Regions from separate parts of the Mus musculus genome. Here regions 2, 3, 4, 5, 6 and 7 are each linked to region 1. Evidence: chromatin contacts called from public HiChIP or PLAC-seq data. All regions are on one chromosome and are shown on one strand. Each heading gives the region's core, a stretch centred on a gene start, on an enhancer-like site or on the middle of the called end of the contact. The rest is flanking DNA. Distances are from core to core; before and after follow the strand shown. Region 1 holds the start of Pax9 (paired box 9). Region 2 overlaps Slc25a21 (solute carrier family 25 (mitochondrial oxodicarboxylate carrier), member 21). Region 3 overlaps Slc25a21 (solute carrier family 25 (mitochondrial oxodicarboxylate carrier), member 21). Region 4 overlaps Slc25a21 (solute carrier family 25 (mitochondrial oxodicarboxylate carrier), member 21). Region 5 overlaps Slc25a21 (solute carrier family 25 (mitochondrial oxodicarboxylate carrier), member 21). Region 6 overlaps Slc25a21 (solute carrier family 25 (mitochondrial oxodicarboxylate carrier), member 21). Region 7 overlaps Slc25a21 (solute carrier family 25 (mitochondrial oxodicarboxylate carrier), member 21).

The links. HiChIP or PLAC-seq counts read pairs in DNA pulled down with a chosen protein or histone mark.
Region 2: a contact with region 1 is called in an H3K4me3 HiChIP or PLAC-seq map of craniofacial prominence, with 4 times the contacts expected there. The contact joins the enhancer-like site here to the promoter of Pax9 in region 1. A contact is called at or near these places in 6 of 39 promoter capture datasets (cranial neural crest, frontonasal cranial neural crest, liver and 3 more) and 3 of 115 datasets of contacts at active chromatin or transcription factors (craniofacial prominence, embryonic limb bud and stem cell-derived neural progenitor cells).
Region 3: a contact with region 1 is called in an H3K4me3 HiChIP or PLAC-seq map of craniofacial prominence, with 7 times the contacts expected there. The contact joins the enhancer-like site here to the promoter of Pax9 in region 1. A contact is called at or near these places in 10 of 39 promoter capture datasets (the 3T3-L1 cell line, 3T3-L1-derived adipocytes, the HPC-7 cell line and 6 more), 2 of 15 datasets of contacts at CTCF or cohesin (the NIH/3T3 cell line and stem cell-derived epiblast-like cells), 2 of 484 Hi-C or Micro-C datasets (embryonic stem cells and palatal mesenchyme), 11 of 115 datasets of contacts at active chromatin or transcription factors (craniofacial prominence, embryonic hindbrain, embryonic limb bud and 5 more) and 2 of 9 other capture datasets (embryonic stem cells and pancreatic islet).
Region 4: a contact with region 1 is called in an H3K4me3 HiChIP or PLAC-seq map of craniofacial prominence, with 6 times the contacts expected there. The contact joins the enhancer-like site here to the promoter of Pax9 in region 1. A contact is called at or near these places in 12 of 39 promoter capture datasets (the 3T3-L1 cell line, 3T3-L1-derived adipocytes, cranial neural crest and 6 more), 1 of 15 datasets of contacts at CTCF or cohesin (the NIH/3T3 cell line), 3 of 484 Hi-C or Micro-C datasets (embryonic fibroblasts and embryonic stem cells), 6 of 115 datasets of contacts at active chromatin or transcription factors (craniofacial prominence, embryonic midbrain, embryonic stem cells and 2 more) and 1 of 9 other capture datasets (embryonic stem cells).
Region 5: a contact with region 1 is called in an H3K4me3 HiChIP or PLAC-seq map of stem cell-derived neural progenitor cells, with 129 read pairs. The contact joins the enhancer-like site here to the promoter of Pax9 in region 1. A contact is called at or near these places in 18 of 39 promoter capture datasets (the 3T3-L1 cell line, 3T3-L1-derived adipocytes, cranial neural crest and 11 more), 5 of 15 datasets of contacts at CTCF or cohesin (the NIH/3T3 cell line, embryonic stem cells, liver and 1 more), 107 of 484 Hi-C or Micro-C datasets (the MC3T3-E1 cell line, the Patski cell line, Sertoli cells and 45 more), 29 of 115 datasets of contacts at active chromatin or transcription factors (the NIH/3T3 cell line, astrocytes, craniofacial prominence and 16 more) and 3 of 9 other capture datasets (adipose tissue, embryonic tail and pancreatic islet).
Region 6: an H3K4me3 HiChIP or PLAC-seq map of craniofacial prominence shows a contact between it and region 1, with 4 times the contacts expected there. The contact joins the enhancer-like site here to the promoter of Pax9 in region 1. A contact is called at or near these places in 6 of 39 promoter capture datasets (cranial neural crest, frontonasal cranial neural crest, hippocampal neurons and 3 more), 1 of 484 Hi-C or Micro-C datasets (embryonic stem cells), 8 of 115 datasets of contacts at active chromatin or transcription factors (craniofacial prominence, embryonic limb bud, embryonic stem cells and 2 more) and 1 of 9 other capture datasets (embryonic stem cells).
Region 7: a contact with region 1 is called in an H3K4me3 HiChIP or PLAC-seq map of embryonic limb bud, with 3 times the contacts expected there. The contact joins the enhancer-like site here to the promoter of Pax9 in region 1. A contact is called at or near these places in 8 of 39 promoter capture datasets (cranial neural crest, embryonic stem cells, frontonasal cranial neural crest and 5 more), 1 of 15 datasets of contacts at CTCF or cohesin (the NIH/3T3 cell line), 14 of 115 datasets of contacts at active chromatin or transcription factors (craniofacial prominence, embryonic basal ganglia, embryonic forebrain and 9 more) and 4 of 9 other capture datasets (adipose tissue, embryonic tail, liver and 1 more).

What each region holds. Positions count from the first base shown.
Region 1 is chr12:56,693,915-56,697,800 of GRCm38.p6, forward strand. It overlaps Pax9 (paired box 9), which reads left to right and starts at 1,557. Exons shown (of 4, transcript NM_011041.3): 1 at 1,557-1,950; 2 at 2,660-3,286. The coding sequence starts at 1,947. Gm15524 (a long non-coding RNA gene) reads right to left here and starts at 853. Exons shown (of 3, transcript XR_003950120.1): 1 at 1-853.
Region 2 is chr12:57,074,520-57,078,379 of GRCm38.p6, forward strand. All of the region lies in intron 1 of Slc25a21 (solute carrier family 25 (mitochondrial oxodicarboxylate carrier), member 21), which reads right to left. Among named protein-coding and RNA genes, the nearest start is that of Slc25a21, 120 kb to the right of the region's middle. Within about 2 kb of position 2,257, at least 4 of the 459 cell types and tissues checked have an H3K27ac peak or open chromatin away from gene starts, as enhancers often do. A contact at or near this core is called in craniofacial prominence and second pharyngeal arch cranial neural crest, where this site is marked.
Region 3 is chr12:57,137,310-57,140,844 of GRCm38.p6, forward strand. The region is part of intron 1 of Slc25a21 (solute carrier family 25 (mitochondrial oxodicarboxylate carrier), member 21); the gene reads right to left. Among named protein-coding and RNA genes, the nearest start is that of Slc25a21, 58 kb to the right of the region's middle. Within about 2 kb of position 1,887, at least 6 of the 459 cell types and tissues checked have an H3K27ac peak or open chromatin away from gene starts, as enhancers often do. A contact at or near this core is called in craniofacial prominence and second pharyngeal arch cranial neural crest, where this site is marked.
Region 4 is chr12:57,118,510-57,122,299 of GRCm38.p6, forward strand. The region is part of intron 1 of Slc25a21 (solute carrier family 25 (mitochondrial oxodicarboxylate carrier), member 21); the gene reads right to left. Among named protein-coding and RNA genes, the nearest start is that of Slc25a21, 77 kb to the right of the region's middle. Within about 2 kb of position 2,527, at least 6 of the 459 cell types and tissues checked have an H3K27ac peak or open chromatin away from gene starts, as enhancers often do.
Region 5 is chr12:57,177,294-57,180,946 of GRCm38.p6, forward strand. All of the region lies in intron 1 of Slc25a21 (solute carrier family 25 (mitochondrial oxodicarboxylate carrier), member 21), which reads right to left. Among named protein-coding and RNA genes, the nearest start is that of Slc25a21, 18 kb to the right of the region's middle. Within about 2 kb of position 2,213, at least 35 of the 459 cell types and tissues checked have an H3K27ac peak or open chromatin away from gene starts, as enhancers often do. A contact at or near this core is called in adipose tissue, fibro-adipogenic progenitors, neural progenitor cells and 6 more, where this site is marked.
Region 6 is chr12:57,091,099-57,094,831 of GRCm38.p6, forward strand. The region is part of intron 1 of Slc25a21 (solute carrier family 25 (mitochondrial oxodicarboxylate carrier), member 21); the gene reads right to left. Among named protein-coding and RNA genes, the nearest start is that of Slc25a21, 100 kb to the right of the region's middle. Within about 2 kb of position 2,258, at least 8 of the 459 cell types and tissues checked have an H3K27ac peak or open chromatin away from gene starts, as enhancers often do. A contact at or near this core is called in craniofacial prominence, where this site is marked.
Region 7 is chr12:56,951,499-56,955,189 of GRCm38.p6, forward strand. All of the region lies in intron 1 of Slc25a21 (solute carrier family 25 (mitochondrial oxodicarboxylate carrier), member 21), which reads right to left. Among named protein-coding and RNA genes, the nearest start is that of Gm30001, 56 kb to the left of the region's middle. Within about 2 kb of position 1,418, at least 10 of the 459 cell types and tissues checked have an H3K27ac peak or open chromatin away from gene starts, as enhancers often do. A contact at or near this core is called in embryonic limb bud and liver, where this site is marked.

The sequences.
Region 1 (3,886 bases), core at 307-2,806:
AGAGCACACTCAGAGAACACTTCTTGCCCGTGAGGATGAAGGTTCCTCATCACGGAGCAGAGCACAGTATCTTCTGTGAGCAAGTCTCAGGCGAAGTTCTGATCTCCACTCAGTCTCTGAGTTGCAAGTAATTTATACTATAGCATGGGGCTGGGGGTGCTTCTGAAATCTTGGCTTTCCTTGTTATAAAGCACCTGACTACGCAATACAAGTATTGAGCGGAGACAAGGATGAAACCACAAAGTCGAGCCTTGAAATGACTTTGAACATCTGAAACCAACAAATAAAGGGGGGGGGGGGCTATGTTCAAGTATTTCTATTTGTGAAGCCTCATTGTGGAAATACCTGACTGCAATAAAAGACATTTGAAGTAATCTTTCAATCCTTAACTTGATTGTAACTTGAATTCAGGGTGCACACCCACCACAGAAGCAGATGCCTGGAGATCAATGGTCAGCTCCAAGACTGATTACTAGACGTCCTGGGCTCTTGTCATTTACTGGTGAACATCGGGATTCCTCTGATTTCTTTGTGTGCAGAACCTTCGGGAGAGTGCGCGCATCACCTACATCCTGGATATGTGTTAAAGAGAGGGCTGTTGTGATGGAGACGAAGTAATATCATCCACTTTCCGGTGTCACACAAATACCCGAATCCATTCACAATGCTTCTCTTCCTTATTTCGTCCACATACGTCACAACCTTGTCTCCATAAAGAAATGCATTTCTCTGTCCCAAACTCTTCTATCCGTTTCGGATTTGGGTGAATGAAAGTGAAAAATCCCCAGGTAGGCAGAACCACACAGCATCTGTGGTAGCTAAGCTGAAGTCGCGGGGAATTACATACAGATGCTCAGAGGCAGTGTCAGCGGGTACCTCCTTGGGGCTGACTTTCATATTTAAAATCAAACCTTTCAAGGTGGCTCTATGGTGTTGAGAACCCTGGCAAATTCTTACACACGGAAACCAGGACCCTGGGTGAGTGATGCAAGGGGGTGGGATGGGATGGACGTGGCCACTGCCACCAGCGCTCCGGGGATCAACCCTCCTTCCCCGTGGACGTCCTGTGCTCCTCTTTAGTCTGGTTTTTTAATTTTTTTTTCCTCACTGCACCTGGCCTCTGCTAGGATCCTGCTTGACTGAGGTTTAGCCCCTCACTGCTGGACTAACCACTTCGGGCGGGGTACGGGAAGGAGTCTCTTGTCCTTACACCTCAAGCGCCTCCTCCACTCGACTTCTCCCCATCCTGAGTGAACTGGAAGGAGATAGAATTTGTGGACAAGATTCTGACAGTCCCCAAAGGTCAGCATGACAGGTAGTTCTCAGTCATCCCTTAAGGGTCGTGCCACTTGTTCTCTGAGAGCTCTAACCTCCAACTTTAATTTGACAAATTCATCTCTTCCCCAAAAGGTGTCCTCGGTCTCTACCCACTTAAAGTTATTCAAACCGAGACCAAAGCTTCTGTTCGCTTATTCAGCATTTTTATCAGCTTGATTTTGCACTCTGTTTGCGGCGCCCCTGGGAAGACGTCAAACACTCTTATTCATTGTATTTAGTCACCCAGGTGCGGAGCCAGCCAGAAACAGACGGCGGAAGGAGTTTCCCGGACTGAGCTGTCACTCACCGGCCTGCACCAATTACAACGCAGATTGCTCGCGGGCCCACCTCTTTTGGGGTGTGTCACAAGTGAGTGATAGACTGAGCCGCCCGGCCCTGCTCAGCCCAGCCCACGTTGCTGCTTAGATTGAAATGCAGAACTCAAGCCTCTTTCAGCCCGGCACAGACTTCCTTTTACTCTTTCCTTTGGCACTCTTGTCGCCTCCTCCCGGGAAGAAGCCAAGGCACCCTCGGCTTGGAGCAGCGACAGGCCGGCTCAGTGAGAACAAGAAAAAAGTTTCTTTCTGGGAGTGCGGAACTGGGGCCGGGTTGGTGTACTGCTCAGAGCAATGGGTGAGTGGCTGATGGGGGACGTTGTCAGATCCGAGGAGGGAGGGAGCGAGCAGGCGAGGGCTAGAGGGAGGGAGCTGAGGCGCGCCACCGCGCTGTATTGACTCAGACTGCGTCCGTCGAGCTGTAAGCACCCTCCAAGGGTCAGTGGCGGAAAGGGTTCTGTGAGAGCCACTGGGTGACAATTGATGCCATTTTGCGATTTAAGGGAAGAGGGCCGTGGCATTGGCGAATCTCGCAGCTCCAGTGTCAATCCAAGTTTTGTTGCACACGTGTTTACACTTGCAAGCAAAACAGAACAAAAACACCCCCCCCCCAGCTTTCTCTGGACTGCGTCTAACCCCGCAGAAGGGAGGGGTAAGGCGGTGGAAGGGAGCAAGGGCCGAGTGTTTTGGTACCAGGCAGGCAAAGAGGGGCGCGCTGGAGCCTCAGAACCGATTTCCCCGCCTGCTTCGGAGAGTTTTAAGTGTCCGGAGTTGCCCTGGGTCTCTCTTCTTGTTTGTTGTTGGGAATCGCAAAGTAGGAGCGAGGTCTGGCCGCAGCTTGTTTTGAGACGTTTGGCTCAGGCCGGAACAGTCTGGTTTCGGGGCAACCCCAGTCCTTATAGAAGGGTGTCATAACCCTGCCCCTGGACGCTCTTGGAGGCCGAGTGGCAGGCGGCTGTCCCAAGCAGTTGGTGCGCGTTGTGGCGCGCTCTGTGCTCCTTTTGCAGAGCCAGCCTTCGGGGAGGTGAACCAGCTGGGAGGAGTGTTCGTGAACGGAAGGCCGCTGCCCAACGCCATTCGGCTTCGCATCGTGGAATTAGCCCAACTGGGCATCCGACCTTGTGACATCAGCCGCCAGCTACGGGTCTCGCACGGCTGCGTCAGCAAGATCCTGGCGCGCTACAACGAGACCGGTTCGATTTTGCCGGGAGCTATTGGGGGGAGCAAGCCCCGGGTCACCACCCCTACTGTGGTGAAACACATCCGGACTTACAAGCAGAGGGACCCAGGCATCTTCGCTTGGGAGATCCGGGACCGCCTGCTGGCGGATGGCGTGTGCGACAAGTACAACGTGCCCTCGGTGAGTTCCATCAGCCGTATTCTGCGCAACAAGATCGGCAACTTGGCCCAGCAGGGTCATTACGACTCATACAAGCAGCACCAGCCCGCGCCGCAGCCCGCGCTGCCCTACAACCACATTTACTCATATCCCAGTCCCATCACGGCGGCAGCAGCTAAGGTGCCTACACCACCTGGGGTGCCGGCCATCCCCGGATCGGTGGCCTTGCCGCGCACCTGGCCCTCCTCTCACTCCGTCACGGACATTCTGGGCATCCGCTCCATCACCGACCAAGGTAAGGAGCTCAGAGGCAGTGTGCAGAGCGGAGTGGGTTCCTGCACGCGTTCGGGAACCCCAGTACCTTCGGCCTCTAGCGAGTGTCTATCCCACCACCTGTGGCTCTTTTCTTTTGGAAACCTAAGGAGTCTTCCCAGGGGGTGTCCTGATCTCATTAACTTGAAACTCTTGCCCCTCTGTTTCCTTGCCACACACAGTCTCCAGCCTCATCTCAAACTACCAGACCCATAACATACCCCCCCCCCCAAACACATGGTTCGCATTTTCCACCCTCCCCCGCCTCTCGCGCACTCAGCCTCAGCCGGGCTAGACTGTTTGGAGAGCGCAGCCTGGCGATTTGGGGAGCACAAGAGGAGGCCCTAGCAGGCTTGGGGCTGCGGGTTGTAGGTAGCCACTGTCGGCAGCTTGCTCACGAGTCAGATGCCGCAGCTACGAGTCCCCGCACACTCTGGAAATTGTATTATTATTCTCGGATTCTGGCAATCAGGGCAAATTTGCTCAGGCAGGAAGTTCAAATGTCACCTAATTGGTTTCATTCTTATGCTTCACTTCATTTTCCTCGGAAACGGAGGTCTCGGTCTCTCTCTCTCTCTCTCTC
Region 2 (3,860 bases), core at 1,007-3,506, 380 kb after region 1:
TACAACTTAACTACTGGGGTCAGGAGCTAATCCACACATCAGTCAGTAAATCCACTGTGTTTTAGATAATGGGCAGCAACTAGAGGACACTTGTTTTCTTTTCAAAGACTAAACTTCATAAGTAAAAACTTGACCTTCAGCCAGCTTTCTCTCTGGTGGATTGCTGCATAGAACTAGAAACTTCAGTTTTAAGCAACAGTCATATTATGCTGCAAAAAGCAAATATTTCTTTTGATTATCATTAGTTTTATCATTTCTTATGACTCTTTTTCCAAATACATTATGAGTTGGTAAGAAGGTAGTGCCATCAATATACTTGGTTTATAAGAAAACAATTATTCTTTAGAAAGGCATTTATAAAGAACCCTAGTCACATTGCTAACTTCATAAGTACATCTCTTGCTTGGCAGCCACAAGTCCTCTAAGATATTTTTTTTTCAAAATAGGTTCAAGAAGAATATCCTTGCCCCCAACAATTTTAGATGTTTATATTTATTACATATTTTTTTTCTCTGTGGTACTAAGAAAGCAATCCACATTTTTTTAAAACTAGCCACAATATTACACTGCTGTGTGTGTGTGTGTGTGTGTGTGTGTGTGTGTGTTTCTGTGTGTGTATATTTGTGTGTTTGGAGAAAATACGAAATCAGATTATCTAGATAGCTATGCCCAACATAAAGCAATATCAAAAGTTTTATGAGTTATTGTATGAGATATTATACTATCAAATAAAGTGATATCGTGTCTTATACTCAAAAACAATAAAATAAACTATATCAAGTAGCTTTTTCTTCTCTAAGTATCTCAGAGTATATTACCATGTATTATGACACCACTACCGCCCACCAGAAAAATTTATAAAATTTATTTAACCATGAACCCCCCCCCATTAGAAAACTGTAAAAATCTGGAAGAGGTGTAGTCAACAAGAATATATCAAAGAGTGTGGTAAGACTTTTAATACAGGTGTACACTCCTTAAGACCAGGATATACCCTGAGACCCACGCATTTAAGTGATTTCTTCACTATTTGAACATCACAGGATCTCCTCAAACAAATGACACAGCTACAGGATCACAACAGGATAGAATTTTATATACTCCAGACAGGAATACTGTCCTCTATGGCAGAAGGCTATAGTTGTCAGGCTGCGGCTTATGCCACTTACATTTTTCTATATTGCCACAGAGAACTTATTTTCCTGCTGGCTTTATATAAAGAGTACAGGCAGTTTCTTTGAGGTGAGAGAGGTGATCATACCCATCAAATCCAAGAGAGTTTTACCCAAATGACAACAATCCTACCAAGTGTTTTAAGCTACCTTACTACAACATCGCAAGTCTAAGATTAGAAGCTGGAAACCACACTCGTGGGATTACAAGAACCGCATAAGAAATATTAGTATATCCTCGTGTCTACATGGACTTGAGTCACGATTTAAATGAAGACACACAATATCATGTAAGGCAAGTTTTTAAGGGTCATTACTTGACACCTAATAAATATATTTGTAGGCTGGAGAGATGGCTCAGCTGGAAAGAGGGCTGACTGCTCTTCCAAAGGTCTTGAGTTCAAATACCAACAACCACATGGTGGCTCACAACCACCCGTAATGAGATCTGATGTCCTCTTCTGGTGTATCTGAAGTCAGCTACAGTGTACATATGTATAATAATAAATAAAATCTTTGGGCCAGAGCGAACAGGGCTGGCTGGAGCGAGCAAAGGTCCTAAAAAATTCAATTCCCAACAACCACATGAAGGCTCACAACCATCTGTACAGCTACAGTGTATACTTACATACATAAAATAAATAAATAAAGCTTTAAAATGAATAAATAGATAGATAAATAAATAAATAAATAAATGTAGCTACCAGTAACTGATATTTAAAATGAGCCTTTTGCTTGAATCTCTGATATCCATTTGTCCAGTTTTCAAAATGGCTAAGCAATGACAGACACAGTGCTTTGTAAATGACTGTTTTTTAGATGGCTCCTTTTGCTCCTAAAGGAACTCAAATCAGGTATCAATTCCAAATAGCTATCCCTAGACTCCCACAGTCAGGGATTTTTTATTTTGTTTTGTTTTGTTCTTTTGTTTTGGTACAGCTGTGAGAAGGACCCAGATTTTATCTCTTTGTGGGAAGCTCCCCTTTTTCCAAGCGTTGGTGGAGCTCCTGCAGACAGACGTACAGTAGCTTGAGCGTGTGTGCAGCGGCTGTGGCAGCTCAACCATGCAATTTTATAGCAGGCAGCAAACAAGGCAGAGAATTCAGGGTTAAAAACTCAAGTGGAGTTCTGTCTTCTGCAGTAATGAAAGCTGACTCAAAGAGTAAATCAGATGGATCTCCTAACAAAATGAAACCAGCTGTCTGGCCTGGGCTGGGCTCTGATTTAGGTTAAGTAATTATTGCTCTAGTGTGGCTCAAGGTTGTTCTGTATTGGTGAAATAAGAGCTCACATGAGAATCATCCAACTTTTTAATTTACTGTAGCATCAGAAATTCCACTGTATAAAGAATTCAAGAAACGTAATCTTCTAAAAACTTTACCTATAAGCGTTTTCAAATACCAATTGATTAAATCTTCCAAGACATAATTGCACAATACGTAATTACATTATAGTAAGAACCTCTAGTATCTATGTTGATAAAAATATTCTATCATTAACTTTAAAATAGTGTTTTTCAAATTTTGCTGAAATGATATATCCTCATTTCCAAATAACTAAAAAGATAATTTTTATATGGAGAACTTTTTATGAAGAGCAACCAAAGAATAGCCACCTCTTATGCCCCTAGAGAAGTCTACTCTGGTAGTACAAATGTTTTTCAATGAAGCCATGGCATACCAGTGATGGTTTAGAAGAAAAACAATTATTAATAAGGAAGCAGAGTGAAAGGATATACTCGTGGAAGAGATTTCTATGATTTGCAATATTCAGAATAAAATAATTCACCCATCCAGAAGATTGGGAAGATAGCTCGGCACATACAACTATGAGCGCATACAGTTCTTACACCACTTGAACTCTTGTGGTGTACCCATATCCAAACACACTCACATAACTAAGGATAGTAAAAATAAATATTAAAAAAATGATTCCAGGGCTAAGAATGTTGTTAAATGGTTGGACGTTTGCCAGTTATGTGCAAACTGTAAGTTCAAACTCTAGCAACACATACGCACACACCTGCATGCTCACATGCACACACAGTCTCACATACATGCACCCTCACACACAATCATGCACATTCTCCCACTTACACACAGACATGCACACACATGGTCATACGCACTCTCACACACAGACACACAAATATGCACACACACAGGCATGCACATAGACAAGCACACATACAGATACGTACACAAACATACACACATACTAACACACACAGGTGCTTCCACATGTGGAACTCTAATAAATTACGTGTTTTTAAAAACATCTCTTTATATTTTCTGATGGAGCACATTAAAGCCGAGATGTCTTGGTCTCTTTTTCTGGCTGTATTTAAGTCAACTTGGAATCACCAGTGCACTGCTTACATGTATATGTATGTGTGTAGGAAAAGGAGATACCTCTGTGATAGAGCACATGCCTAGCATGTCCCAGCACTGAAGTAGTAAACATTTATACAGAGCAACATGAACTGATTTTCAAACACTGGCAAAATGTTACATTATAGACTGTTCCTTCACTAGTCATATTTTAAGTGTATTTTCACTCCGTTGTGTACATTTAACTCAGTTCTCAACAAATAGTACATCATACTGAGAGAGAGCAGTTGCATAGGTAGTTTAAAGCAAAGGGGAAAGTTTCAGACGTTCTTCTGACAATTACTATTTCTGGTCACGG
Region 3 (3,535 bases), core at 637-3,136, 440 kb after region 1:
GTCAGGCTAAATCTCCAAGTGCAGAGTGGGCTCCTGCCAACCCTCTGAAATCAGTTGTTCGAAAATCTTAATTATGAGAAAGTAAATAAAGAGTGGTTGAAGCAGTGCAGAGTTCTAATGAGTTAATGTAACTAAACTCAAGCAAATCAACGTTCTTCAAAGCCAGCAAGCACAGCTCTGACAGTCATCCATTAAACTGAAGGTCTCCTTAATAAATGCCAATTACAGGGCATATATGCACAAATGTGGCATATACAGCATAAGTCATAAGATCATTTCCTCCCAAGAAAACTACTGATCAAGAAAACACCCAGGCAATGCTAATGACCAGGCCGCCAACAGTAAGGCTTGCTTCTGACCAGAATTCTAACTCCACTACTTACTCATTCTCTCTCCCAGACCCCCACCTCCACCTCCACCCACACAGTGTGTATGTCTCTCTCTCTCTCTCTCTCTCTCTCTCTCTCTCTCTCTCTCTCTCTCTCTCTCTGTGTGTGTGTGTGTGTGTGTGTGTGTGTGTGTGTGTGTGTCTGTCTGTCTGTCTGTCTGTCTGTCTGTCTCTGTCTCTTTGTCTCTCTCCTACTTAAGAGTTCAGAACCACACAGAATTTTGTTTGGGGTTATACAAATTCCTTCACAATTTGTATAGAAGTCTAACATAACTTTTTAAAAGCCATGACATGCCCATAATGTATACAGAGTCTCTGACTTCCGCTCTAAGCGAGGCTTTTTCCTAACTTAATCATACTCAAATTTCACCCCTTTTAAAGATCCTGATTCAAAAATGTTCTCTCATTCTCCACAGTCCACAAATTTATACCATCTCTTCCTGTGGTGTTTTATGTGCATAAATTAAAAAAGAATGTCTTCCAAAGAGGAATAAAATATAGGGGGAAAAGTCATAAACTTTCTAAATTTAGTTCATTTTTATTTCAACTCTCAATATATGTATTCACAACATATATATTTATATTTATACATGTTTATGAAATAATCCATTCATATTCCTTTAATTACACAGAGGTGTTGGGTCAACACAGAAGCAATATCCTAGAATTCGGATTATATCACTATGAAATCTAACATATAAGGAAATAAGAAAAGGAGAATTCTTCAAAAACCACCCCACTGGCAGGTTGCCTCTCTCTGTACAATTCATACATTTATATGAAGCCCTGTGTGTTTCTTTTGTCAAAATCACCCTGGCCAGGTGTGGACCTCATCCTCAGACAACTTGCTTTGTGCTGTTTGATGCCACAGAATGGAAGGAAGATTTCATATGAGGTGTAGACACACAGCCTTTCTGTCCAGAAGCTGAGGGCTCAATTTGACATAGACCGCTACTTCTTTAAGGAAGCAGAGGTTGGGGGGGGGGGCTTCAAATCGAAAAGCTATATCCTTCTATGATGACAGAGATAATTAATGAAGTAAATGAAAACGTTGGTGTTTGATATTTTATGCCAATGAGTTAGACTAGTCTACATCGGCCCAAGTTGATGTCTTATCTAATTGCCCTTTAAAGTGACACCTTCCAACACACATGCAAGACCTTTGCTAAATTCATTTATTTCCATCTTTCCTGAAATGATGATGAATGGTCTGAGCTCCATTCAATTATTTAAAATGTGCAAAGAAACAGAAACAATGAAACTGGCAAAGGCCTCTACATTCTTAGGAACAATTTGGGCTAATTAGCATCAACTTCTCCCCCATTCATCATACCCCTTTAGAAATATAAACAAACTGTCAGCTCTAACCTAACAAACAGATCACTGAGCTACTTAACACAAATTATTCTTACATGAAAAGCTCCTTCTCAGGCAATATTCTCCTTTAGGGCATCTGGGGAACTGAGCTATTAAAATTGAAGACATATGTTGCAGTCAAACTTGGCTCCCAGACTGTAATGATTGCTGCTGTGACAGTTTTCAGTCAGCATCCTTGCTGCTAGCAACTCAGCCCCCAAGATTTAGGGTAACGGAAGTCAGAGAGAAGGAGGCTAACAGCCCTGCACCCTGAAGACACCCTCTATCCAGCCCCAGTGGCACCCAGGTGTGAGCATCGACCTTCTTGCTCTCCCATTGCAGCTCAGGGCTTTGCTTTGTTTGGTTTGGATGTGACAAAGGACAAGGAGGTAAAAATGTGGTCTGCGACAAGACTGTGGATTTTAACATGTTATTTTTCGCTCCATCCTACAAGGCTTGTGTTACATAGCTCTGAATATTTAGCTGAAGGCTGTAAATCTTGCCCTACCATTACAGAGAAACTGACAAAGATGTGACCAGCAGGGTCCCAATGAAGGAACAGCTTTCAACAGATAGGTGTGGTCCTTCATATTACCTAAACACTCCAAACTCTTACCTTTCAACTAAGGGGACTAAACAGAACTTGATTACTAGTTTATCTTCACGTGCTATATTTAAATCCTGGCTCTGACATTGAACCAAGGTATTATTTTCTCTGTTGTGTAGATGTCATCAGACAGATGGTTACTTCTCATGCTTTTTGATGCTTTCAGTATCTATAAAGTCGCCATGAACACTGAGTTAACTCTTCCTGAACTACTCAGAAGAAATAGAAGGCAAAGTTCCTCTGGGCCACAGGTCAAATATTTTTATTACTCAATCAAACCAGAACCTTATTTAACGCATGGTCCTCTGTAAAGGACCTTGTTTACAATGAATTGTTGACTCTTCGACACAGAACTCACAACCAACTGCAGGACTACAACATGTTGGAGAGTGAAGTTCCCCTACCATATGTGTTTTCCTATAAGGAACAACACAGTCTAGCATTTAGACACACTAGGCAGCACTTCAGCAGCACGCTTGGAGGTCTCTGTAAGCAATGCAATCATGCTCCAAGTACAAAGATGAGAGGAATGTGGTGCTGAACAGATCTTTGCAAGGTCAGGAGCTGAGAGAAGACAGCCATGCACTATCCTGTTCAACATCAGATGGCTCAAGGTTTTCACTACTCAGCACATTGTAAATAACCAAGAAACATCCCAAGTCTTTATTTGGACATTACAGAGACATGGTGGTGGTGATGATGTAAATTAAGAACCATGAGATCTATGAATATGAATATCAACTGCATGTATGATGTTTACAGATATATTCTCCTCTCACATTCCCCTCTGCAGTTGTCTGAGTATTTTCTCAGAAAGGCAAAGGGCATAGTCTAACTGTGAACTGGGGTGTTTGCAAGTTAATTGATGAAGTATATGGCCACAGACTTCCTACACACATTCTCGAGGAGGATGCAGGCTTTAAAAACTGATTGGTGTACGTCATCCCCTTGGTCACAGTGATTCCTTCAAAAACAAGGACAAGACTCAGTCTGAGCAAATGACATATCAGAGATATTTGCTGAGTACTTCAGGCAAAATGGGCCTACAGTAGCGACGGATCCTGAGGACCCAGCCTCAGAATGAAGCAGGCATTAGAGAAAGCCAAAGGGAGAAAGAAACTGGGCCCTTGGTGGGATTAAACAGCTAAAAGGGGTTCATATTTCTTCACCCTATTTTTTCAATT
Region 4 (3,790 bases), core at 1,277-3,776, 430 kb after region 1:
TCTAAGCAAGCCTGGAAATGATTAAGATACTTGAGGAATCACCACATTCAGCGAAATCAAGAAGGGCTTTGGGTGAAATTGTGCTTGTCAATAAAGACAGAGTACAGAAGTGAGAAGCAAGCCGCTGCTGTCAGGCTCATCTCTCCTAATCCCGGGCTGTCTTCCCCGTGGGACAAGCTGCCACATCAGCCCTTCTAGGGTAAAGCTTCCTCACATGAGGCCCCCAAATGGGCTTGTTTCTTGGGAAGCAGAGTGAACTTGAAATCAAGATACCTTTGTAAGACAAGTTAAGGTACAGAGACAGGACGAAGTACTAGAATATCTGTCAGCTTGTGTTCGCATTAAGCCACATTCCAAAGTGATTACCTAGTTACGAACCCTCCAATCGATCTTCAAGGATGTAAATCCCCTGGAAAGCTAACTCAGGAGGTTTCTTGGCAAGTATAGAATCAAAGCAAAGATGTTTACACGGTATTGATGCAAATGGGAAAACATGCTAAGTTAATCCTATGGAAGGATACAAGACATCAGAGTTATTACCAGAAAACCATGCCTATCAGACACAGTTTTTCAGAGATCTTGAAAACACTGGATAAACAGCTATTCGTTATTAATTTTTTAAATTCTTTTCTAGAATACACTCGATAAAGACAATGTCTCCTGGTTGGCTCATTTGTAGCCATTGTCTGGTTCCCTTATCCATTAAAGATTTTATAAATGAAACCAACCCTGAGCCAGAATGAAACTTCAGAATGTTTTACTTCACATGGTATTTTTGGTAAACATTACAAATTAGGTCGAGTTGAGCCATAAGAAAAAATAAATCTGGTACATGTACAAATCAGAGCATAATTAGCAGGTTTCACCTTTTTTAATAAAAAGTTCCAGAGATACATTATGGTTACCCAAAGCAGACTAGAAAAATACAAAAACTTGAGTTCACAAATGCCCTTTCAGAGTTCTACTTTTTCAACTAATTTTTATTTCCTCAACTCTAAAATATCATTAACCATCAAGGGCACCACTCTGTTTAATAGATCACTAAAAGAGAAAAAGGTTTTACTAATTAATTTCAAGGCTGCTAAAATCAGTAAATACAACCTAACTTCAGAGATGTTAAAAGCATTGCATACTTTGAAGACCAAGATACAAAGCTTTCATTCTTAGCATGCTTTTCTTAAATTCTGAGAGCCTGTTTCACCCAGGTATCCTCACTGTGGTTTGCACACACATGTGGGCCCTCCCAAAAGCAACTTCTAATCAGGAAGGTATCACGAAGTTATCTCAATGTGAGACAGAATCTCACTCTCCAGTTCAGGTGGGAATATACAGGGTCTTGTTTGAACTAAGGCCTCTGGAATACCACAAACCAAAGAGGTGTAATCTGTTTGTTTGTTTGTTTGTTTGTGAGTTTGTTGTTGTTGTTGTTGTTTCGAGACAGGGTTTCTCTGTGTAGCCCTGGCTGTTCTGGAACTCACTCTGTAGACCAGGCTGGCCTTGAACTCAGAAATCCGCCTGCCTCTGACTCCCAAGTGCTGAGATTAAAGGCCTGTGCCATCACCACCTGGACAAAGAGGCATAATCTTAAGAAAAATCTCAATAACAGCACTTGAGAAACAAACTTAATAAGAAGCTGCTAGTTAGAAAATGGTCCCACACATGCAGGTATGGGTTAACCCAGGTACCGTCACATGTGGCATCTTTAATTCCCAAAGGCATGGTTGGCAACAATGATAGAAAATACTGATACCTATGTGACCACTTTGTCCCAAGACAACATGTCACTCTTGGTTGGTCCCCAGAAACATTAATTACTGCTTGTCCCTGCCAAGTACGCTCATCCCTCCTGCCATTCCTGGAGCCAACAGGCTCTCTTATCTTCACCCAGGTTAATTTCCTGCCATGGGCACTTTGGCATAAGTTCAAGAAAAAGTGCTGACTTGCCATCTTTGGACTCAATGAGTGCTGTCTTCCTGTGAGTTTATTGCTCCCTGACTAACCACAGAATGTAACTATTTCTCCAGATTTCCTGTATTCTTCAGACTTATCTGTTGTGAAACAAAACAAAATAAAACAAAAACAAAAAACATTCTGCCCTTTGCCCACAGGAAGGAAAAAAACATTTTTGCATATATGATATAGCCCACATAGATATTTCTAGTAATAGTCCTAGAAACCCCTCGCATCTATCCTGTCTGGAACCAGTTTCTACTAGACCCAGTCTCTAACTTCCCAGAACAGTGCTCATCTTTATCTGATTGTGTCAGGTGGTGCTTAGATTGGAAAATACAGAGAAAGAGTTTCACCACATAACTACACAGAGATAGACAACCATTTTCACCTCCTTTGATGCATCCTATCAATAAAATAATCCAATTGTGGTAAAAAAGAAAACCTGTTTTGTCCTATAATGAGAAAGATACTTCTAGTGAGTCAGAACTCTTCCAGAGTTGAAACTACTGTTGTCTAGGGTTTCGTGATATATAACATCACACTACTGAATGAAAATGAGACAGGACAGCTCTCCAGAAGGAGCTAAAAATAAGTAACTTGATATCCTACACATTCTTCACCCATCCCCCACAGCCGCTCTTCCCCACCTTGTCAGCCTGCCTTAAATCTCAGGCTTACTGTCAATGATGCTTTATTCTGTCATTTCTGTTTAAAATCAACACTGGAAGTTCACATTTAACATGCTTGCCCATGAGCCTCTTACACACTGCGCTGTCTAAATGAAACGTTATGAGCTGGGGCTGTGCAGTTTCACAACGATCTCCTTGCACACAGTGTCACTTGGAAAAAAAGTCTTCAAGGGCGGAATCGCTTCTGGGACATGTTTTCAAGTCGGCTTAAGCAGAATGCTACCCCAAACAATAAATGCGACATAACTCTCCCTATTTTTTTTTCCAATTCACACACTAGCAATCTTGGGTTCTCTGCAGAGATTTCAGCTGAAGAACTTGGTGCTGTGATCACTTTCCCACCACCACCAACTCTAATTTCTTTGGCAGCTGTGATGTTGAGTTTTTACAGCTGTATCTTGAGGTCTGAGTTCATCTCTAGCTTATGCAGCACCTGGCAGATGCCAACCCAACTTGTCCAGCTCCTCGCTGTTGAGCTCCACGTTCTTGGCACTTCAGATGAACATGGCTTTGTCCTTATTGAGCCCCGGCTTAGAAAGAGGATTCCTCTTCCTTGCCAACTGTAACATTTTGCCTTCTGCCTTCCAACTCGGTTCAGCCCGTGGGGCTCACCCCCGAGATTATGAAGGCAAAGGGAATTGGAGGGCTGGTTATTTATTTCCCAGCATCCAGTTCTCCAAGCACAGTTTTGAGCTTAGTGCCCGCCATTAAGGCCACATAACCTAATAGGCAGACTGTTTCTTGCACATTAGCAATAACCATGGGCAGTACCAGTTGCATATTGTCAGGCCTGGATGTTCTATACTCTTTTGTTAGTTCTTTATCTGGTTCTGCTTCAGTCCCAGGATCTTCCTCACCTTTGCCTTCCAGTGGGCTATCTGGTAAACCTTTCCACCAATACTACTTTACATTTCAATTTTCTGAGTATTTCCTTTTTCTTACTGGTTTACTTATTGAATGGTTGTAGCCAGATTCTCTTCTCTTCTCTTCTCTTCTCTTCTCTTCTCTTCTCTTCTCTTCTCTTCTCTTCTCTTCTCTTCTCTGCTCTGCTCTGCTCTGCTCTGCTCTGCTCTGCTCTGCTCTGCTCTGCTCTCCTCTCCTCTCCTCTCCTCTCTTCCCCTCCCCTCCCCTCCCCTCCCCTCCCCTCC
Region 5 (3,653 bases), core at 963-3,462, 480 kb after region 1:
TTATAGATGGTTGTGAGCCACCATGTGGTTGCTGGGATTTGAACTCAAGAACTCTGGAAGAGCAGTCAATGTTCTTAACCACTGAACCATCTCTCCAGCCCACTTATATATTTAAAATTTTTTTAAAAATTAAAAGCAAATCAAATCTAAGATAGTTTCTACCAGTACTAAAATGGAAAGTTGAAAAGCTAAAGTAAATAAAATGTATTCTCTAAATAAAATATGGTGTAGACATCACCAGATAACCCAGCTGCCAAGGAGACCAATCACATGGTTCGTGGTGCATTTGATGTGCTATCACATGAATGACCTCACAAGGTGCAGTTACGACCTTCTGAAGCATGTCTTCATCTCATTTTCTCTCCTGCTTATATAATGGTGTTGCTAGCTTTGGCCTCGGCAATTTCAAATCACATGTTCTGCCTCTGTCTATACAAGTGGGAAACTCTCTCGTGCATTCAGAGCACCGTGTATAGAGCTCCTTAATGCAAGATCTGTGGGTTACCTTGGGTAAGCATAAGTAGGACTTAATTCAACACACATTTGCACAAATTCCCGATTTCAGGGAAGACTCTGGAGTAAGACTCAGGAGTGTCGCTCTGCTTCTGCTGAGCTGTCTACTACTGGGCTGCATTAGTTTCCCCATCTTCAAAAAGACGCTTGTCTCTGACCTCCACCGTCGCTGCACTGCTCAGAACTGAAGGAGAACGTATGCAGAAGAATAACAACAATAATGCCCGCCCTAGCAAACAGCTAATGATTATGGCCAGTGATACATTCAGTTCAAAACTGCATATCCATCCAGAGAAGCAAATATGAACTGTTAGAGTAGCTGGACAGTACTGGAGAACGCCTTTAATCCCAGCACTCGGGAGGCAGAGGCAGGAGGATTTCTGAGTTCGAGGCCAGCCTGGCCTGGTCTACAGAGTGAGTTTCAGGACAGACAGGGCTATGCAGAGAAACCCTGTCTCGGGGGGGGGGGGGGGGCAGGGGGGAGGTTAGAGTAAATGTTTATTTTTAAACTCTTACAGAAGTTTAAAGTTGAATCACTAACATGTCTACTAAGACAAAATGATCTATTGAAATATAATGGAATTCTCTTGATAGAATAAAGGAACTAGAAACTGCCTAGACATTGTGCTTCATACCTATGGTCTCAACACTCAGGGTCATCATGACTTTGAGACCAGTCTAGACTTCATATTCCAGGCCAACTACTACTACAGAATAAGACTCTGTGGCAAGACAAAAAGGGAGAAAGAAAAAAAAACCTAGAATTGATGCTTAGTAAATAAAGTCAACTGCTCAAAATCACCCCCCCCATATGCATCACTTCTTGTGTTTTTCTATATCTTATCACTTTCTTTTTTTTTGGTTTTTCAAGACAGGGTTTCTCTGTGTAGCCCTAGCTGTCCTGGAACTCACTTTGTAGACCAGGCTGGCCTTGAACTCAGAAATCCACCTGGCTCTGCCTCCCAAGTGCTAGGATTAAAGGCATGCACCACCACTGCCCGGCTATCTTATCACCTTCTTATCAAAATATCATCATTAGTAAATTTCTCATGCACATATTTTTTCTGGGCACATTAATATGGTGAGGCCTTACCCTTAAACACAGTATTGCTCAACTTCCACTACACACTGGAATCAAATGGAGCAATTTAAACACTGGTGAGTACTTAATTCAATCCTTAGAGACTGATTGAGCTTGTCTAGGGTGTGGCCTTGGCATTAGTCTCTTTTAAAGTTACCTAACTGATTCCCAAGTGTCCAGGCTAAGAACACTGCTTTGGGAGTCTTGCCCAGAAGATTAGCATTCATTGCTCATGTGGCTGCTTGGCCAAATAAGTAGAACATGTATTTTATGTGTATTATTTCATTTAACTTACAACAACCTATGGAGAAAGATTCTATTGTTATCACAAGTCTTTTTTTTTAAATAAGAACATGAAAAATAGAAAAATTCAGAAATTTGTCTAAGGTTTCAATGGTGTTAATTGGATAGGGCAGAACCCACAGAGCTCTGTCCAATTCCGGCACGGAGACTATCACTGACTATACAAGAGGTACAAACAGCCAGGAAGTAGAACTTTAAAAAGACAAGGGCTTGTGAGTATAAAAGACAAAGTAATTACCTCCAGGATCTAAAACCACTATAGTAAATGTAGGGTAGGGGTCGACCTCTTCAGCCTGAATGTCAGAATGGATTGTACATTTTCTCAGAACAATAGTATCTGAGGGGAAGAACAAACCCCAGGCAGTGTCTAAGCCTAACTGCATACCTCCCAGTTGCCATGGACACGGAGGAACAATGAAATCATTATTTGACTATTATTATTTTAGTTGCTAGTCAGCATGTGATTGCATCTGTAAACTGCATTTTCTATGTTCCCTGTGGATCAGGGGAGCTGTCCCTCCTGGTGGTGACAGAACAGCCAGGAACAGAACAGCCCATCTCAGGGGAAAGTCATCTTTATCTGTCAGTGTTAGTCAGCTGAGAAACAGAGCTATAGGCAGCTGAAAAAACAGTTGGACTGCTTTAAGTTTACAGGTGGCTCATAATGGAAAGTTTTACACACTCAGATTCCTTTGCAAGTTAAAAAAAAAAAAAAGTTTGGATGGAACAGGAAAAAGAGCTGGCAGTATTTTCCTGCAATGCTTCTAACTTCCAAAAGCAAAATATCAACTTGTAGTGAAGCCTGGTGAATCAAGGCCACGCCTTCTGGCAAACAGGCTTGGCTAATGTTACCGCCCTTCCTACACAGTACAATCCACAGGGTTAAAATCAGAACAGCCACCAAACCTGTTAGCACGAGGTTTGGCAGACACAGAACACTCAAGAAATGTTTCCTGAGTGAATTCATAGATATTCAGGGTGTCAGTTTTGAAAAGACTTGAAAATCAGCTCGTGGACACGGTGACAAAGTAATGCTGGCATGTACATAACAGGAGAGCTGCTTGGAGCCCAGAGAGGAAGTATTTTAATGCATCTGCGTATGTGATGGAGTGGGTGTGCGTAGGGAAGGAGGAGGGGAGTGTGTGTGCATGTGTGTTGTTTAAGTGGGAGGAACCAGGAGGAAAGAGGAGATGATGTTTGGGAACTTCTTGAGCATTTGGGTCATCTTTTCTCTCCAGGGATACAGGAAAAATACATTTCAAGAAGGTGGGGTCTTTATTTCTCACTTTGATTAATAATGATCAAGAAAATGTATTCACAATAATATTAGATAATTTTAACACCTCAAATAATCTTACGAATGATAAAAAATAGAATATCTACAACATAAATCCCTTGTTAAAATAAATGATCTTGGGGAGACCCTAAATACTTAATAAGGTAACTATAACAATATGAATTAAGCAAAATTCTTTATCCCATAAGTACATTTAAGCATCATATGTTGACTTAAAGTAAAATTTCAACAGAATTTCTCCCCTTGACCTATTATGGGACTTAGACATCTCCAGAACCTACATAATGACTACATTGAAGAAATAAAAAGATCACTTTGGTGAAAAGATTAACACTAATGATATCCAACTTTGAGAAGGAAACTGAATTTTGAGTTCAATGAAATAAGGTTAAATTTCTAGACACTAAATCAGAAAAATACATTTTATATAGTAAATTCGGAATCATAGTTCATATATAG
Region 6 (3,733 bases), core at 1,008-3,507, 400 kb after region 1:
AATCACTCTTTCCCACAGAGCCGAGTTACCAGCCCATCTGTGAACTTAGAGAAGTGTGTGTTTACACAGTCATTACATAAACCAAGAAATGTGTGAATTTTTATAACAATTCATGCTTTCATTTTCTTTTCTTTGTATTTCCTCCAACATGCTAGAGCCTAGCATCTGTAACACCTAGTCAGATCTTTTTCACAATATATTAAACTCCTCATGAGGCTTCTCCATTTGTTTAACCATGAAAAATCCAACACGGAAGATGTCAGCACTGACAGCATCACTCCATCAACCAAACTCTGTTCATATAATTCATTATTTTAGGAAAACTTGGGAACTAGCATCCAGTGACTTGGACTCTGGGGTAATCCCATTTTATCCACACATTGAGTCACAGACACAACTCAAGTGTTCCTGCTTCTGTCTATCAATATACGTGCACCCTCAAACACACCTATCTGCTGTCTTCACCTTCTTAACAAGATGATTCCTCCTCTTACTTCCTCCATTGCCTCTTAGTGCATTTGGTATGCAAATACCTGTTAGCTCTCCACTTCCTCTTTAACACAGCCCTCATTTCACAGCTCTCTCCTTATATCCTACAATCACCCTAAGGGCAGAAGGTGGTATTTTATATTCCATTTTATCTATAGCAGCAAAATTAAAATCTAGCACATAGTAAACATGTGAGCAAATAAAGCCAATAAATCAAAGAAAGGTCAAGCAAAGACTGGAGGTGACTTTTCCATTTGCTATGGGATATCCTTTAATCCATAATGTGTTGATGTTTCTCTTTTAAAGTAGTATTATAACTTTAGTTTCTCAATATATAAAAAGGAAAACTATTATGCATGGAAGAAAATGCCTATAATTTTAGCACTTACGGAGATGAAATTGGGAGCTAAAGGTTCTATAGGCTAGCCTGGGCTACACAGTAACTTGTAGACAAACCTGGGTTGCATAGTCTGCCTGGAACAAGAAAACAAAACTACATATTTACTTCTATTATTTAATTACAAACATATTTCTTCTGATGAAAACCAATAGCAGAAATGTTAGTTTTGAGCTAAAAGTATACTTATCTACGAGTAGAAATCTCAGTGCTGCCAGAATATTTCTAGAATAACATCAAAATACTTTCCTCAATATTTGTAGGAACTTGGCCTTTGAGTAAAGTGATTAATTTTTAATTGATTGTTGGTTTTAATTGTTTTCAGTTTAAACTTGAATTTTGATGTATAGTGTTGGGTTTTCCAAGGAAAGGGAAATGTTACGAGTCACTGAAAACTGAGAAAGACTTCAGGATCGAGGGAGAATAGGGAAAGGCAAATTTTTAGGCTTCCTAATGAAAAATGTTCTTTATGCAGCTCTGTCTTAAGAAGTGATGTCTGCGGTCTTTGGCTTTTAGATTAGGGAACCTGCACCCCAAACCTAAATGCTAAGGCATTTATTCACCAATTCATTTCCTCCTGGCAAATGAGAAAAAGGTCTCGTGATTGGCATTTCCCAAACCTTATTCCAATGGAAAACCCTAGTTGGTCTTTTACTATAAAGGTGATCAACACAGCTAAGATATTCTTTTCAGTTTTCAGTTGGTGAGACACAAAACAGGGAGGCCATAGTATTCCATGCTCTCTTTGTACCACAAGGCATGGTGTCTCAACTGTCCAGTGTCTTAGAACATTTGGTTGTAAAGTGTCTTTTCTACAAAGTCCCCAAAGACTAATTTCAAGGAAGAGGTCATATGGTTCTAACATTTACCAGCATTTTTCTGAGTCTACAGCCTACTGTCTCCTCTGAAAATTGCTAGAGACTATGAAAAGTCTACACTACAATAAGGAAGGCAGTTAAGTGACTACAGAAATAAAGGAAAGGCTTGTGGAAATATTTTGACAGAACTGATCGATCCTGTAACTCTTTTCTGTAAAGTCTGCGGTTTTTCACATGTTAGGCGAGTGTATGAGGGCATGTGAATTTGGATGGGAAGTGTAAGTACTGGGGAAAACAAATCCTTCACTAAGAACTCAGTGCTAGAGAGTGAGGAGCGTGTGTGATGGAGGACTACAAAGTCATGACAGGAACTCTGCTGCAAGAAAGCCCGAGACAGTCAGAGACTCAAAGTAATGAACTGAATTCCCCAAAGTCTCAAGCAGTTTCCACCCCAGGGTAACAAAAACAAGAACTCATGTTTGTTTGTTTTGGAATCTCCATTTGGACCTGGAAGGTCAGCCTGTGAACAGTCAAGCCATTGTTCCCCGGCAGCCATCCTGATCGCTGTCCAGCACCTGACGAGGAGTTAGGAAGCCTGGGTTCTCTATCTGAATCTCTAATCAACCCACACTGAGATTCTTGAAGAGTCACTATTTCTCAACTCCAGAATAGCTGAGAAATGACCTACCCCTCTGGGCAACAGAGCACTAATGGAGAGCATGCTGTCCAGAGCACTACAGCAATTTGCACTTATTGGCACTTGGAAATATAAGGTATAAGGCTGATGCCCAATTTACTTTTGACTGAATATCACTACATCACACGGGTCTTGGGTTAAAAACCATTCTCCAGCCTCAGCCTTCTGAGAAGCCAGGATTTCAGGTATGTGTCCCTACACCTAGCTAGGCTTTTAGTTTCAATAGTTTGAGACAACAAATATTGTCTTACTATTGTATTATTTCTGCCAGGTCCTAGTCTAAGACTGTAGATAAATTAATTTCAATGGTCACAAAGACATTATTAGAGAAGTATACTATGGTCTTCACTGACAAATGAAATGACAAGATCACAAACAAGTACTTGTCCTAAGTGGTACAGCACAGGAGTGGCGGAGCTAGAGGGCCCTCACCTTCTGCAATGCTATACGTCCATGTTAGTTCCCACGCTGTACCAGATTCAGTGCTATGGGGAGGGTTAAGCTGGAACATATATACTCTCACTTAACTGTTTGATAAGAACAACCAACTCTAGATTTGGCTCACACAATCATGGACTATAGTGTATAAATTTATACTCTTCCTTCACCACAAAGAAGAACATGGTTGCCCTATGAGGTGCAGGTATTTAGGTAGGGAAAAAGTTTAATAGCTTAAAGGTGGCATTTAAAACCGATTTTTTCTATTCCTTGATTTGTGTGTATTGGGAATAAAGGGAGATTTGAACATGTTAAATATCAATTTCTATAGTCATTTTTAATAATTAAACTTCTGGTCAATTCCTAAACTTTCTTTACTAATAGTTGGCAGTGAATACCAAGTGCCAACAAGCTTATAAGATTAGATCTGTTTAAAAACATTCTCTGATGGAGGTTTCATGACGTTAATGTTTTATGAAAGCTCACATGCATCTGTGTCTGCTCTCTGCTCGGACTTTAGTTATGCTGCCATCAGACTGTACAGCAGAGAGGAATGTCAGGTCCCAAAGGAAAGAAGAAAACAATTAAAGTACACAGTGGGACTGTTGAGAGTAGCTGCAAAAGTTGAACTGCTTCTGCCACATGTAAAGTTTCTGCTTTCTACTCTAAAGATGCTCTGGGTCTGCCTTAAACAGGGGCAAACAGGACAGTGGAGTCTTGTTTGGCCTTCTGCAGAGCTTGCTCTACGACCTCACAGTGCAAAGAAGCTGCTTAACAGTTCAAACACACAGCTCAACAGCATAAATCCCAGAGAGATCTCTCATGCGAGACCTGTGAAATAACTGCACTAACTAGCAGCTCTCCCAAAGCTTTCCAAAGTCTCCCATGAGTCAG
Region 7 (3,691 bases), core at 168-2,667, 260 kb after region 1:
TCTGTCTAGCCCTGACTGTCCTGGAACTCACTTTGTAGACCAGGCTGGCCTCGAACTCAGAAATCCACCTGCCTCTGCCTCCCGAGTGCTGGGATTAAAGGCGTGCACCACCCCCACGCCTGGCTAATGTTTTCTAAAGTTGGTGGGACTGCAGCATTCTTCCAAGGTGGAAGAAGAGTTTGTCAATGACACAAAACTACAAAGGCATCAGAGTTTATATGGTGATTACCACGCTAAAACCCAGGCTGCATCATGCACTCTACCTGGCTCAGCACAAGCTCTGTGGAAAAACAGAGGCTAGACACTTCTACTGGAGAACTTGCAGGACATTTTTGTAAACCTAATTGCAGGGACCATTTGGGTTAGAGTAAGGTTGCACAATAAATCTGCCACTCTTAGAGGTCCGGCGTTCACAATGCATATTGAACCAATCTTTCTCCTGTGAAACTGTGTAAGCTAGATGCGGTGCCACTGTAGTAAAAGGCTCCTCAATAAACTGTTTTCACGAGAAAGTTTGCCCACTCATGTGTCCCAAAGCTGTTGTAATCTTCATTGTTGAAGCTGCTCTAACAGCAGGGACATTATTCTAGTTCTTGACATGTTTAAAATTCTCTAATGAATAAAGCTAACAGCTCATGGTTGCTTCAACTGTCACTTGATTATCCCGGAGGGATTTTTCCTCTCTCTTTTTCTTTCTTCTTCTTTTTTTTTCTTTTTGTCTTTAAAATTGGCCTCCTAGTTTGTTTTTAACTACCTTGAGCACAGAGGTCTGAAGGGGAAAACAGATCAAAGATCAGCTTGCAACATAAAATGCAGCTGTAGTTAATTAAAGGCAAATGAAGGACATCTGACCGGAGTCTTTATGAGCCGCCTCGTCACACATTCAACAGTCTATAATCTCTGTGACCTTGTCCCTTGGTCCTGAACTGTCGCCAAACCTGAGAATTGGATATGTTTCAAGTTATATGCTATAGACGAATGGAGAAAAGGGAAGAGTGTCCAGGGTGTGGCTTGAGAAAGAGGAAATAACGTGGAGACAGGTTTGCTTTAAGTGTTGTCTGCTGGGAAGTGAGAGAATGGCAGTGTTTCTACAGACCATAGAGTGTTTCTTCAGATTGAAAACTGCTTTGCTACAGACAGAGTGCTAAAGGTAGCAAACACTCAGAAGGTCAATTGCAATACACACATTGTTATGATCGAAAGAACTTGAACTGAGAAAACTTGGGCATATCCCTATGATTTTATAAAAATTGTTTCTACTTTAAAAACCTTAAAATCAAGAAGTATTTTGGCACTGTGAGACTGTTTGCAGACGGCCAAGGTGTCTGACTGTCAGGAACAGATGATGAAGTAAAAGGCCTGAGCTCTGGCAAGTCATTTGATCTCTATCAACAACAGTAAACATGGCTATCAAGGCCCACAGTGGCCCTTAACAATGGATCTACAGAATATATTAGAGACAAGTCCCAGTCCCCACTGTGAGTGAACAGGTCCTGCCTCTGGCTATCAGCTAACCCACTACAGGCTCAGAAGCACACAGACCCTGCACTAACCGTCACTTTCTCTTGGGTGCAGGCTGGGCATTCTAGAGAACACGCCTACTTCACAGGACCGTATGAGGGAATGGAGGGATTATAGCTGCAGGAATGCGGTGGACACTGCAAAGTCTGACCTAATATAAACACTTATTGAGATGCTGTAGAAGGCCCGGAAAATCAACTAGGGCCTACTTTTGAATGTTTACCGTGTACCTAGATGTGCAGTGTATAAACAGATAAAGCACCAGTAACTATTTTAAAAGTAGTTCACTTTACACTACACATTGTGTCCAAATTACCCCAAGTCAGCTATCAAAATCTAAAGAAAGGACAAATAAAATGATCATTTTTGATGTGATGTGCGTGTGAGTGAGTGAGTGTGTGTGTGTGTGTGTGTGTGTGTGTGTGTTTTCACAAAGAAACTTACCAGTTTGAACTAACATAAACTTACCAACCTGGCCATCTGTAGCATATTACAAAGGCACTGCCACTGTTTCAAACCTTTTGAGGCCCTACAAGAGTGCATTTAGCCCGTGGCATACATTTTTATGTACTCTAAAGTGGCAGGTCCTTGTTTCTGGAGAGAATGAAGCCTCAGGTGGAACCAAGAGTGGTGAACCCAGGAGCAACGTAGTCTGGATGATTTCATCTTAGATGTTGTTGAGCTTGAATGTTTCCTCTTCCCAAGTTCAAATCAGCATTCAATCACTGCTGTGATGTTATTAGGTAGAGGGGTCTGAAGGGTGGTTAGGCCGTGGGGGCTCCGCTCTTATGAGGGTGGAAGGAAGTATGAATTCATAATAGAAATGGGGCAGAAGGGATGGGCATGTGAAGCAGAGAACTGTGGATGCGGGTGCTAGGCACTGACACTGGAGATGAGGAACTGCTGGGTACCAAATGATAAGATCCTTATTTGAGAGACATATATGTCAGGATCACCCAGGTCCTGGGAGGGAATTAGACTATCGAGAATGAATCTGCAAATGAGAGATGGCCCAACACAGAACTTCAAGGAACACTGATGTCTTGACATGATTTGCTATTTTTTTCTTGCATTTTTTTGCAAGGCAAATATTAATTTGCAACATTTATCTAATTTCTAATTAAAAGCTGCCAGCTAATGGATTCAGCACCCTACAGCTTACACTCAGCAAGCAAACCTTTCAGATTCTCTCCACTATCCAAGGCGGTCTTGATATACATTGACATTCAGAAAGTATTTTGGCAAATTTAAAAGAAATTAATAAAAACACATTTATTTTTAAAGAAATTCTTGAGTGATATTCTCTTCTAAATTTACCAAGTAAGTGTTCAGAGCCCCCTCTTACATACATCTGACACACCATCAGCAAAGCAGCAATCATTAATTAATTATACCATGAAACAAAGAAACACACACTTTGTAAAAATATAAACACAATGCAAAGACTCCTAGATAAGAACCTATGATATAGTTTGAGGGATCTATAGTTTATCTTTCTGCAGATTTCTCTACATTAACGTAAATGCTGGCAGGTGGAGCTTCACTTAGCTTGCGGTTGTGAGATATCCACAGGTGTAAAAATCCAACACTCAACTCGCTGGGCATTTCTCACTGCTACATTCTCTTATTGGGAGAGATAAAATGAATTGACTAAAATATTACTTCATTGTAAAAATAGGAAGCAATGAAAATACAAAAATCATCTGAGATTTTAAAGAAATACAACAGATATTTCTCCATAAAACATAATAGACCACACACTGGGGAATTCTCTCTTTCAACAACCTCTACTATTAGTATCTATGATGTATTACCAATATAGATGGCCTTTCTCATCACAGGGAGCAGAGTGGATCTTTCAGGTATGGAAAAGAAAGGCCCAATTGCAGGGGATGCTTATCTGGGGTAGAAGGCAGAGGTCCTCATCTGTACTCTCAGGCATCAGTCTTCCAGCAGAACTAGAGTATAGAGAAGTTCCAGCCCAATTAGGAGACTTTTTAAAAATTACCTTCATAAAAAAGGTTGCTGCCTGAAGTTGGGAAATAGTGGGGGGTATGGAGAAGAAAATGATTAGGAGGGGAAGACACTAAAACGTTCATGTGGAGCTTGAGGAATATGTCTGAGGTTATTACCTATGACCTAGGCACACTGGAGAGACATGGTTCTTTAT